2 separate regions of the Manis pentadactyla genome follow, and region 1 is linked to region 2. The links are chromatin contacts, called in public Hi-C maps. All regions are on one chromosome and are shown on one strand. Each heading gives the region's core, a stretch centred on a gene start, on an enhancer-like site or on the middle of the called end of the contact. The rest is flanking DNA. Distances are from core to core; before and after follow the strand shown. Region 1 holds the start of EIF3D (eukaryotic translation initiation factor 3 subunit D). Region 2 holds the start of IFT27 (intraflagellar transport 27).

The links. Hi-C and Micro-C count contacts between places; a contact is called where the count stands out from the background.
Region 1: a contact with region 2 is called in a Hi-C map of skin fibroblasts, with 4 times the contacts expected there. The contact joins the promoter of EIF3D here to the promoter of IFT27 in region 2. A contact is called at or near these places in 2 of 3 Hi-C or Micro-C datasets (fibroblasts and skin fibroblasts).

Annotation. Positions count from the first base shown.
Region 1 is chr10:11,004,028-11,009,055 of mManPen7.hap1, reverse strand. It overlaps EIF3D (eukaryotic translation initiation factor 3 subunit D), which reads right to left and starts at 3,467. Exons shown (of 15, transcript XM_036891023.2): 1 at 3,330-3,467; 2 at 913-1,045; 3 at 565-610. The coding sequence starts at 1,035. It overlaps LOC118915338 (a long non-coding RNA gene), which reads left to right and starts at 3,485. Exons shown (of 4, transcript XR_005026039.2): 1 at 3,485-3,595.
Region 2 is chr10:10,814,169-10,819,424 of mManPen7.hap1, reverse strand. It overlaps IFT27 (intraflagellar transport 27), which reads right to left and starts at 2,503. Exons shown (of 7, transcript XM_036891027.2): 1 at 2,086-2,503. The coding sequence starts at 2,119.

The sequences.
Region 1 (5,028 bases), core at 2,218-4,717, 190 kb before region 2:
TATATCTACTGTAAGAATATAAGATTTACTTTTGTTTTAAAGGCAAATAATGGGACACACAGGTACCACTCAAGTTAAACACATCTAATAGGTGATGATATACTTTTCTACCAACCTCAGCCTCAGATAATCTTAATTTAATATTCCAGGTAGCCACTTCTAACAATCTCACCTGGTACAGAGAAAAAAAAAAAACCCATTTACTTCATCAGGATCTTAAAATCAGGGGTTGTAAACCCAGGTCGATTGACTGGCTTCACAGGTTCAGTAAATCCCAAGCAATGGCATGCATGTGTCAACACATCTATAAAAGGGCTCTTGGTCCCCAAAGGTGGGGGAAAAAAAATCTTACTATAATAGGTCAAACTTCTTCAATGCACAGTCTAAGTTTTGGGGCTATTTCCAAAAAATTGAGGTTAGTGTCCACATTCCAGAATATGCCTCTAAAAACTATGAACTATCATCGGTATTTTGTTCCCATTCTGAACACTTTCAGGAGGTTACTAGAAAAACTAACAAATCCTTCCAAGGCCTGATCCAGGCAGTCAGTCTGAGAACACTTACTCGTGTACCTCTTGTCTTGGTATGTGGCACCTGTCCAGTCTGCAACCTAGAAGACCAACAAGGGAAGACAGAGCACACAGATCATCAGGCAAGTTTCTGTTGACCCAGAAACCCCTGTAAGTGAAGACACAGTGCAGGAAAGCACCAGAAGGACTGGTTCACAAAGCTTCTGTAAGTGCCCAGCTCTCCCACGACTACTGTTAGTATCCAGAGGCTATAACCTTTCCCAGCTAGTGTCCCTGTAAGGAACACAGGAATTACGCTTTTCAGAGAATAAAACTGAAGTGAACTTGTAGAGAGTAGCAGCCACAGCTTAAAAGATTCAGATGCTTGCTGATAGGCAAGTACCTTTCCTAGTCGATCTCCTTTGCTGAATGGCTGGTAGGGCATATCCCGAAACTGCTCAGGAACCGCACAGGGACCCCAGCCAGAGGGGTTGTCCTGGATCACGGGTGTCATGAATTTTGCCATCTTCTAAAACCTTAAAAATACAAATAATGTGAGTAGCTTTCTGAAGAAAGTACAAAAAGCCTCCCCAAGGCAAGCTAAAACACAAACGGCAAAATTTAAAAAGCAACACACAAAATGGAACCTCGACTATTGAGCTACTACCAACTTAATGTTTTCTTGTAGGTAATATTGTGAATATTTAAGCCCAGAAGACTGATAAAAAAGTTGACTGTGTTTCACTGTATCATATGACACCTACTTTTTTTCAGTTTATATAATATCTTTGAAATGAAGCTGTATCTTATGCTTGATTGGGGTGTCATATCTTAATAGGAATTTTTTCTTTGTTATATAAAGTAATGGTGCTTCTTAAATTCAGTGGTGTCTCAGATTTGATGAAATGTAGTAACTCTTTTTCACAAGTAATAATCTCAAAAATACCTTCACCATGGCATACAATACTTAGCTTCCCTAAACCTCAGTCTTTTCATCTGTGAAATAAGATCCCTGTTTTATTTATATCGTAAGATCATTGTGAAAGACTTAGCAGTTACACATATGAAAATATTCACTGTAAATTGCCACACAATTGCTATTCAGTCTTTGGAAATACATTCACATACAGAATGCTGAGTAAAGAGTCCCTAAGTATATCCTGAAATTTGACCTCCTTTTCCAATTATTCCAGTTTTCTGTCATCAGTGCAAATCCTTACATAGAGCAAGTAGATACAGAATCAAGCAAAAGCTTGCCAGACACCTGAGGTCGCTATAAACCATAGGTCGTAAGTGGCCACACGTCAAATATTCATAATTATGAGTACCAGGCATTTTTCTTAGAGCTTGTCATGCATAAATTCAAAAAACCCTCCCAACACTCCTAAGATAGGGGTCAGTATTATTTCAGGTAAGAAAACTGAGGGACAGAGAAGTTAGGAAATTGCTCATACTTGCAATGCTAGTTGATGAAAAATTTGAACGCAGGCAGCCTGGCTCCAGAGTCCACACACTGCATAATGCTATCTACTTCTCTCAGGAGAGCCAACACCAGGAGCTCCAGAGCTACCTGCCTGACTATTCCTATCAAAAATCTCTACACTTTTATTCACTGTAATCTTCAGAAGAAGATGAGTTCCCAGAGGAAAACTCATTACATCAGTATTTCTGGAGGCAGGAGAGCAATGAAAAAGCACAGGTATGAATTGAACTTGGTAACTCTTCTCAGTGCCCCACGATGGGGAGACTAAGGTTTCTTACAGAGGTGACACTGGTGACAGCAACAGGGAATGAACCTGAGGCTTCATCCTCAAGCTTTAAACTTAAGCTATACGACAGCAGGAGGACTGAAGGAAGGGTGGCAGTCTCAAAACAATTCACGTTAAGTACTTACGGAGGTCTTACTATGTGTGCAACACCATGCTAGATGAGTTAACACCACTAACTCCCCCATACACCCATTCTAGTGATAAAAATTTGGAGCTCAACGAAATCAAGCATTTTTTTTCAAAATAGATTTGATTTCCAGATTTGTCCAGCATTCTTCGGTTATTGAGAACTGGGGTTTTAGACCACCCCTAATAACAACAACATTTCAAGACACGCTGTTAAAAAATCTAGTGTTTTGTCAGAGCTCAAGAAGGAATGAGACCAAAGGCTTGACAAGCATTTCTCCAGGGGTTAGGAGGAAGTCCCTAGGCTTCAATGTATGCAAAATAAGAGTGAGAATGGAAGAGTAGGTGCAACAGCCATTCAGTTAAACTGGAGTGACAGCTCTACGAGCAACAGGGGCAGGATGGGCGGAACCAACAGAGCAGGCAGAAGGGCTGGCCCGCCCCGGTACCGTGTAGATTATCGGGGCCTAACAGATCGTACGCCATCAAGCCCCTGGGGGAGAGGGTTTCCGATCACAGATCAAATCCACTCCATCCACGCCTTCTGCTTCACAGAAAAGTGAAGGAAACCTCTGGACCGATCGAAATCATCCGAGCAGGGCCGAACACCTCTCAGTTTAGCGCCCCTAATACCTCACTCACAGAAACTCAAGGGAACCTTCGGTCACTTTAGAAACCCTGAAACCCAGGTGGTTAAATGGTATTATTAAAGTCGACCAGCCCTTGGCCCACCCAACAGGGCCGTGCCGCGCATAGGCAGTGTGCCGGACCTGGGGCGCCCAAAGGCGGCTTCTTGACCCTCCCAGCGAAGAGACAGCGGCGGCCGGAGGGGACGTACTGGGTCTCTTCCGGGAGGCCCCGAAGGCCGCGCCAAGCCGACGCCGGCTCCGGAGGTCCGCGGAACCATGCGGAACACTTTACTTACCTGCCACGGCCTCGGCCAGCCGCGATGGCGACAGATGGACCCGGCCGACGACCGCGCAGACCGCGGCTCTCTCAGCTACGGGGAAAAGGAGGAAAGGCGCGCGCGCCGAAGCCGTAAACACGACGGCGCTGTCGTAAACTGCTCGCCAGCTTCCTCCGGGTTCGGCGGCAGAACGCGCGAGTCGTAAAGCGAAGACACATCCGGAAATTCGTCACCGCTCTTGGCGTGGTGTCCTCAGTAGTCTCTGAGGCGCCAAGACAGTAGAGGTATTTACAGTTACGTCACGGTCGCATCCGGCGACGTCCCGAAAGGGCGCCCGCGTAATCCAAATTTGAGGCGCGGAGCGGCTGATAGTCTTGTGTCCCACAGTGCTTCACGGGACGCTTCGGCCCCTCTGTAGCGCACGATGACCCGGGGCCCCTGCCCTCTAGCCTTTCGTGTGGTTCGATTCCCACAGCCCAGCGGGAGCTGAGAGTCCGTGGCAGAGTTTATTGTTACCCCGCCTTTCTTCTACAATATCGGAATTTGAGGCCCAGAGGTGTAGTGACCTGAGTAGTTTAGGGGGGTTGCCGCCGGAATTCAAACCATATTTACACATTTTTCAAGCTCTGTTGTGCGACGAAGATTTCTGGAGCGCTTATGTGAAAAATGCAGATTCCGGTTTCACTTAGATTGTTACTCAAGTATGTTTAAGCTGGAGCCCAGGAATCTGCATTTTAATTAGCACCTGATTCCGAAGTGGCAACAATGGGCAACAGTGCTGTTCTTAACGCAGCTCTTCACTCGCGGAGTTTGAGAATTTTTACTGGGGGATGGCAAAACGTTGAAAGACGCTGAAGGCATTTCATTCAAACTCAAGGTATTTTTCTACTTGGTCTCCTAGGTTTCCTTATCAGTCTCCCAGTGTGTCTCCTTTATTAGAAAATGTACCTGCTCTTACACCTGATACCTACTCTTGGCTCTCCCACTTCTAGCTGTGTAGCCCACACATCTTGGGGCCTTAGTTCCCATATCTGTATATTGGAGATAATAAGATAATAATTGGGTGCTGTGAAAGTAAAAGTAAATGTATGTCAAAATACTTAGTAATTTCACTTACCAGTTGGGTGGACTTGGACAGGTTATTTGATTTCTCTAAAGCTGCTTACTCATCTGTGAAATGAAAATGTTAATAGCATCTGTTTCCATAAATTCTTTCCCAGTCTACTCATTTTCCATCTTTCCTAGTTTTTGTTAGTGGTACCTGGTGAATGGTGCTCAGCGCAAAACCTTGTAGTTAACCGTTGGTAGTTATTTGCCCTTTCCTCCCACTAAGTCCTCTTTATTCTACTTAGAAAATACATGTTGAATGCTACCACATTTCTCCACCATCTCTAGCCTCATGTTTGGACTCCCAAGTTTCCACTCTTGTTCCTCAAGGATTCCATCTCTGTATGGCCATCAAACCAATCTGTTCACATCTTCTAGCAGCTTCTCATGTGATTAGAGTGAAATATGAATGTCTTTCCATGTCCTGTCTGGTCCCTAGTTACATTTCACCTTTATATCCTGCCATTCTATACTTGCTTTGCTCTAGCTGCCATGGTCTCTTTTTCTCTCTCTAATACATCAACCTCATTTCCATTTCAGCAGGGTCTCTGCACTTTCTGTTCTTTCTGCCTGGCATCCTTTTCCCCAGGGATTTACCCCTGGCTGGCTT
Region 2 (5,256 bases), core at 1,254-3,753:
TTTTGAGTTATTATACACATTGTGGCACTTGGCTGTAGGGGCTGCCTGATTCATCCTCCATATTCCCATCACACCCTGCGTGGTGTCTCACATAGTAGGTGCTCAACAAATATCCACTGAATGAATAAGCACTTGAATATCAGGTCCCTCAATGACTAGTTATGTGGGAGAAAAAAGGCAGATTAATGCAATTGAAACAGTAGGCCTGGGAAGGGAAAGGAAAAATAAAACTAGGGAGGGGTGTGTGTGTGTGTGGTGGGGGTGGGGGTGGTGAGGTAGATTCACTGTGCTGAGGTCCTTGGTCCCTATAAACGTCCAAGAGGAAATACCCTTGAGGCCTTGAAGGAGGCTGCAGATTGAGGACTAGGTTGGAGTTCAGGAATCGCTTACTCAAGCAGTGGCTGAAATCAGGTGAAAAGTGCCTGAGGGAGTGGGCGCAAAGAAGGGCAAAGAGTTTAGAATCGAGGCTGGAGGACAGCATAGCTTGGGGCTAAGAACAGAGACCTGGAAATCAAATTACCTGGGTCTAGATCACATCTCTGCCACATCCAGCTGTGTGACGGCGAGTGTCTCAACCTCTCTGGGCTTCAGCAGCACCCATCAGTAAATGAGGATAACAATAGTACTGACCTCATAGGGTTGTTGTGAGGAGTCAGAGACAACCTGTGTGAGGACCTAGCACAGTGCAGCACACAGAGGTGCTCAGTAAGTAGGCCCCACATGGAAGTTGAATTTAAAAAGATGAGAGAACAGAGAGGTCCATTAAAAAATATATATATAACTTGAGAAAATAAAATGATCCCACGTTATCCATGAGGAAACTGAAGCTCAGAGAAGTGCTTTGTCCAAAATGACACAGCCAATCACAGGAACAGCCAAAATTATTTCTGTGACACAATACTGCCTCCCCTGGCACTCTGGAACCTAGAGACCTCTCTTGAGAACCATTAATTTCTTTTGCTCCAGTATGATTTGAGCTACAATTGTCAGTCCTCTTTCTGTGTCACCCTTTTATTTTCAAATTGGAAAAGCCATTTAAAGTATCTATTTCAGTCTGGAAGAGAGGATTCAAAAAAAGAAATCTCTTTTTCCTCTATATAATTTCTCACTGTCTCTTTCTTGAGCTGGTCAGGGAACCCTGTAGAGCCCATAGGTTTCAACAGTAACACGAGTTAAAGAGTTTTGGAATTGGGAAGATCTGCAGTTTAAATCCTACCTATGACCTTTCTTTACAAGATGGTGACTTTGGGAGAGAGACCTCACCTCTCAGTGCCTCAGTATGATCAAAACACTACAGCACTGACCTCAGTGTGCTATGGTGAGAGGATTAAGTGAAATACATGTGCCTAGCATGTAGTAAGGACTCAGTACATACATGTTCTGTGGCCCCAGGCTTATATACTTCAGGTAAATGTTTTTCTAAATGTGAAAACTGATAAAAAGAGTGTGAATGCCACATATTAATTCATTCTACAAAGGGTTATTGAGTACCTACTAGGTTCCAGATACTGTTCTGGGTGCTTGGGATGTATCAGGCAGCAAAACAAGATTCCTACCTTTGAGAGCTTCAACATTTACATCCTCCTGGGTGTGGGACAGCACAGTAACTGTGTGTCTGAAAGACAGCACACGCGGGCCTTTTGCAAACTCTGGTCATTACTATACCTAATGTACATAACTGTATGTTACTGTTTCCTATCTGTGATCAGGGGGTATGGGGTCAGGGAAAAAAATCCCCTTAATAGATTAGGAAAGTCACTGATGCCTAATTCTGGGACACAGCACATGCTTTAGTTAGAGCACTTTGTGTGCTAGGCCTGCTTTTTAAAGGAGCCTACTCATCTTGAGTACAGCTCAAACTGGTGAAGGTGGTCCCGGAGTATGACAGGGAGCGGGGGAAATCAGCTGGAGCTACAAATCAGCTCTGGAAGGTAATTCTTCCACGCGCCTAATGGAATTTACAGTAGTTGCATTAATTTGCCTTTCGGAGGGAGTAGGGGACGAGGGTAGACAATTTACACGAACAAAAGCTCTAGATAACTTACGAAGTCCCTGGACTCCGGAGGCTGTAAATTTCGGACTCACCTGCCAAGATGCATTTGGCCGCCAGCTTCACCATGGTAACCAACCACCTCCACGCACCGAAGAGGGGAAGACAGACTGCTAGAGGCGTTGGTAGGCTTTGCCTGGGAAAGGAAGCAGGGAGGGCAGACGCTCAAGGGGTCTGCAGCCACGGCGGGGACAGGGACAATGAGACCTGGACCCTACGGGCTGGGCTGGGGACGGCTATCGGAAGCTAGGGTGGGGACAGGGGTGCAGGGAAGTGACAGATGCGGCCTGGCTCAACGACTCAGAAGGCAGCCTAGAAGGTACGAGCCAGGCAATGCAGCTCGCGTTCCGGGTCCAGCCCCTGGCAGAGAGGATCGCGAAGGCTGATCCCGAAACCCTACGCCCCAGAAGCGGACCCAACGAGTTCAACCTGCAACCATCGCCCGCCTACCCCGCCTCCTCTTTCTCCGCCTCCTCATCGTTGCCCCTCCATTGGCTGCCGCTAGAAAGCTCCCACCCCTGTGGCTCTAGGAGGCCAATGGGAGGAAGGGGAGGGGCTAAAAGCCCTTCCGTGCGAGATAATTCTCAGTGGTATCTGCTCTTCAGGCTCATCCCGCTTGACGAATGGATACACGATATGTCAATCATTTCTCTCCGCGCCCCCGTCCCTCTGGGACGTTCAGGGAAAAGAGGCTCTAACAGCGGGTTGCCAGAGCGGTGATTGGCCAGAGGCTGGCTTGGACCATCCTTAGGAGGAATGGGGACTCGCTGCACCCGCCTGCTCTTCCGGAAGTGAGTTCGCCCACAAGGGGCCGGTCGGGCGCGCGGGAGCCGGCCGCGGCGCCTGCGCAGTAGGCAAGGCTGCAGTTCCCCAAGCAGAGTTTCGAACCAGGTACCTATCGGGGAGGTTCTTGTCGCTCCTCGAATTTTCAGGTTCCTGAGGGCGCTGCTGTTCGGTGTCTCCTGTCCCACATCCTGCAGGGATATCTTATTTTTAAAGCCCAAGGGTGTTAGGTGCTTTCAAATCTCCTGTATGAAAGTGTTTAAAGTGATGTCTGTGAACAAAAAGGAGAACAAGTAAACTTCCATAAGAGTGGGGGTTGGACTCGGGGTCTGAGATACGAAGGCATGCCTTTCCTCAGCCCATTTCCTCGCTTGTAAAAAGCGAGAACAGGTGACATACCACACATAATGAGTGGAAGCGGGCCTCCCGGGCACTGCCGGTCGCCCAGGGACGCCCCATCCGCAGCTGGACTTCCCGGCGAAGCCGCTCTTGCTCTGCGGTCAGGAAACCCAGAAGGAAATCACTGCCATCTTTCCTCACCTGGCAGGTCGCCTCACGCCCAGCCTCTTACCTCATCTTTCAAGCTGGACTAGCAGAACCCGCCTCATGGCGCCGGCCTGAGGTCTCAGGGAGAAAGCATGCAAGTGCCTGGGGCATCGCAGGTCCTCGGCAGTGACTGTGGAGGATGAGTGAGAAGAAATTTCTCCGGACAAATTGGTTTGCCAGATGCACTCTTGCTCTCGCTCCAGCCGGGCCCCTGGCTGGCTGGCGCTGAAAGCAAAGAGCAGCCCCTCAGCGCAGATGCCTGTGCCTGGGATTTGCCATCGCGGGCCTCTGGTTACCTGGGACTTCTCTCAGCTGCTCTGCCGTCTTAGTGTGGCTACCAGTCTGGGGCAAGGCAATGAACACATATACACACACCATAAACTGCTAGGAAGGTGTCAGTCCTGAATCCAGAAGGAAACAATGTAAGTTGTCTGGAATTTTCTTTCCTTGGGAATCATTCCTGTCATTATGGTGAAGACCTGTCTCTCCCTCTCACCACCCACTCTTCTTCTTTGGAGACACCACGCAAGTCTGTCTTGGACACCCAGGCCTCGGTGAGTCAGAAAGCCTCTGCCTGGTCTTCCTGCTTGGCCCTCCAGGTTTACCTGTTAACTGTGACCCCATTAAGCCCTTAAAGAGCCCCTTGAGTTAGTCAACCTCCTCAAGCTGCGTGGTGGAACCGAGACACAGAGATACATCCCGGTTAGCCTCTGGTGCCTCGGTTTCCCCATCTGCAGGGGGGCAATAGCACCTCCTTCATGGGGCTGTCCTCTGCACCACACCTGTTCTCTCCCTTCTGTTGCTCCTGCTCCATGTGATTTTGGCCAGCACCACTGTAAGAGCATTTTGGGTCTTTCCAGAGAGGTGGTAAATCCATAGTGAATTCTCTCCTGCTCACTCTACCAGCCCAAGGGCCTTCTCTACATTCTTGGTGACCAAATGACAGCTGCATGACTCAGAGTCACTGAGCTTAAGTCAGTCAGAAGGTTTTGGTGCCTTAAGGACCCTTGAGAAATCTAGTCTGACCCCTTCCATGAGCAGCTATAGAGCTAGAGCTGGCATATGTGATGCACAGACTGAGTGCCAGCCTCATCTAAGCTCTTCAAAGGATTAATTAGCCTAATATTTGTGTTCATATTTGGTATTCACAATAACCCCTGTGACACTTGTGTCATTCCCCATTTGATGGGGAAACTGAAGCCCAAATGAGGTTAAGTCAAATGCCCATGGTCACAAAGCTAGTGAATGGTGAAACTGGGGATTGAGCACAGGTGACTGTCAACCTCCTGGCCCCACAGAGACCTGGGCGTCCTTAACTCCTCTCACACTTCCTCCCATCCTGGACAGTATGTATTTATTGAGTTCCTTGCTGTAATAGCTAACACTGATTGAGCATTCTATGCCAGGCACATGCTAAACCCTTCACATCCTCTCTCTTGTTTGATGCGATGACTCTGGGGACTGGAAACTATCATTATTTCAATTTAACAGGCAAGAAAATGAGATCCATAGAGCCCAGGGTCATGCAACAAGTCAGCTGGAATCAGAACCAACCTCAGGTCTCTCACTCTTGGGACTGATGTGTTTTTCCATTGTCTGGTGTAGTTCCGTTTCATTAATAAGCTTTCCGTGAGTGCCTACCCTCAGCCAGGCACCGTGCCGGTTGGTAGGCCATAAGGTGAAGGTGACAGAGTCCCAGGTAGCTCTGGCAGATGGTGGCCATGTGGGAATGCTGGCCCTGTGTTGCAGGTCACTGCATTTTCTAGAGGAGGCAGGAATCTGGATTTTTATGTGCAGTTCCATGACTCTTCAAATTTTGGTGATGCATTTAAACTTAAAACACTGCAGGCTCAGTAGAATACCTCTTGTCAACTGGT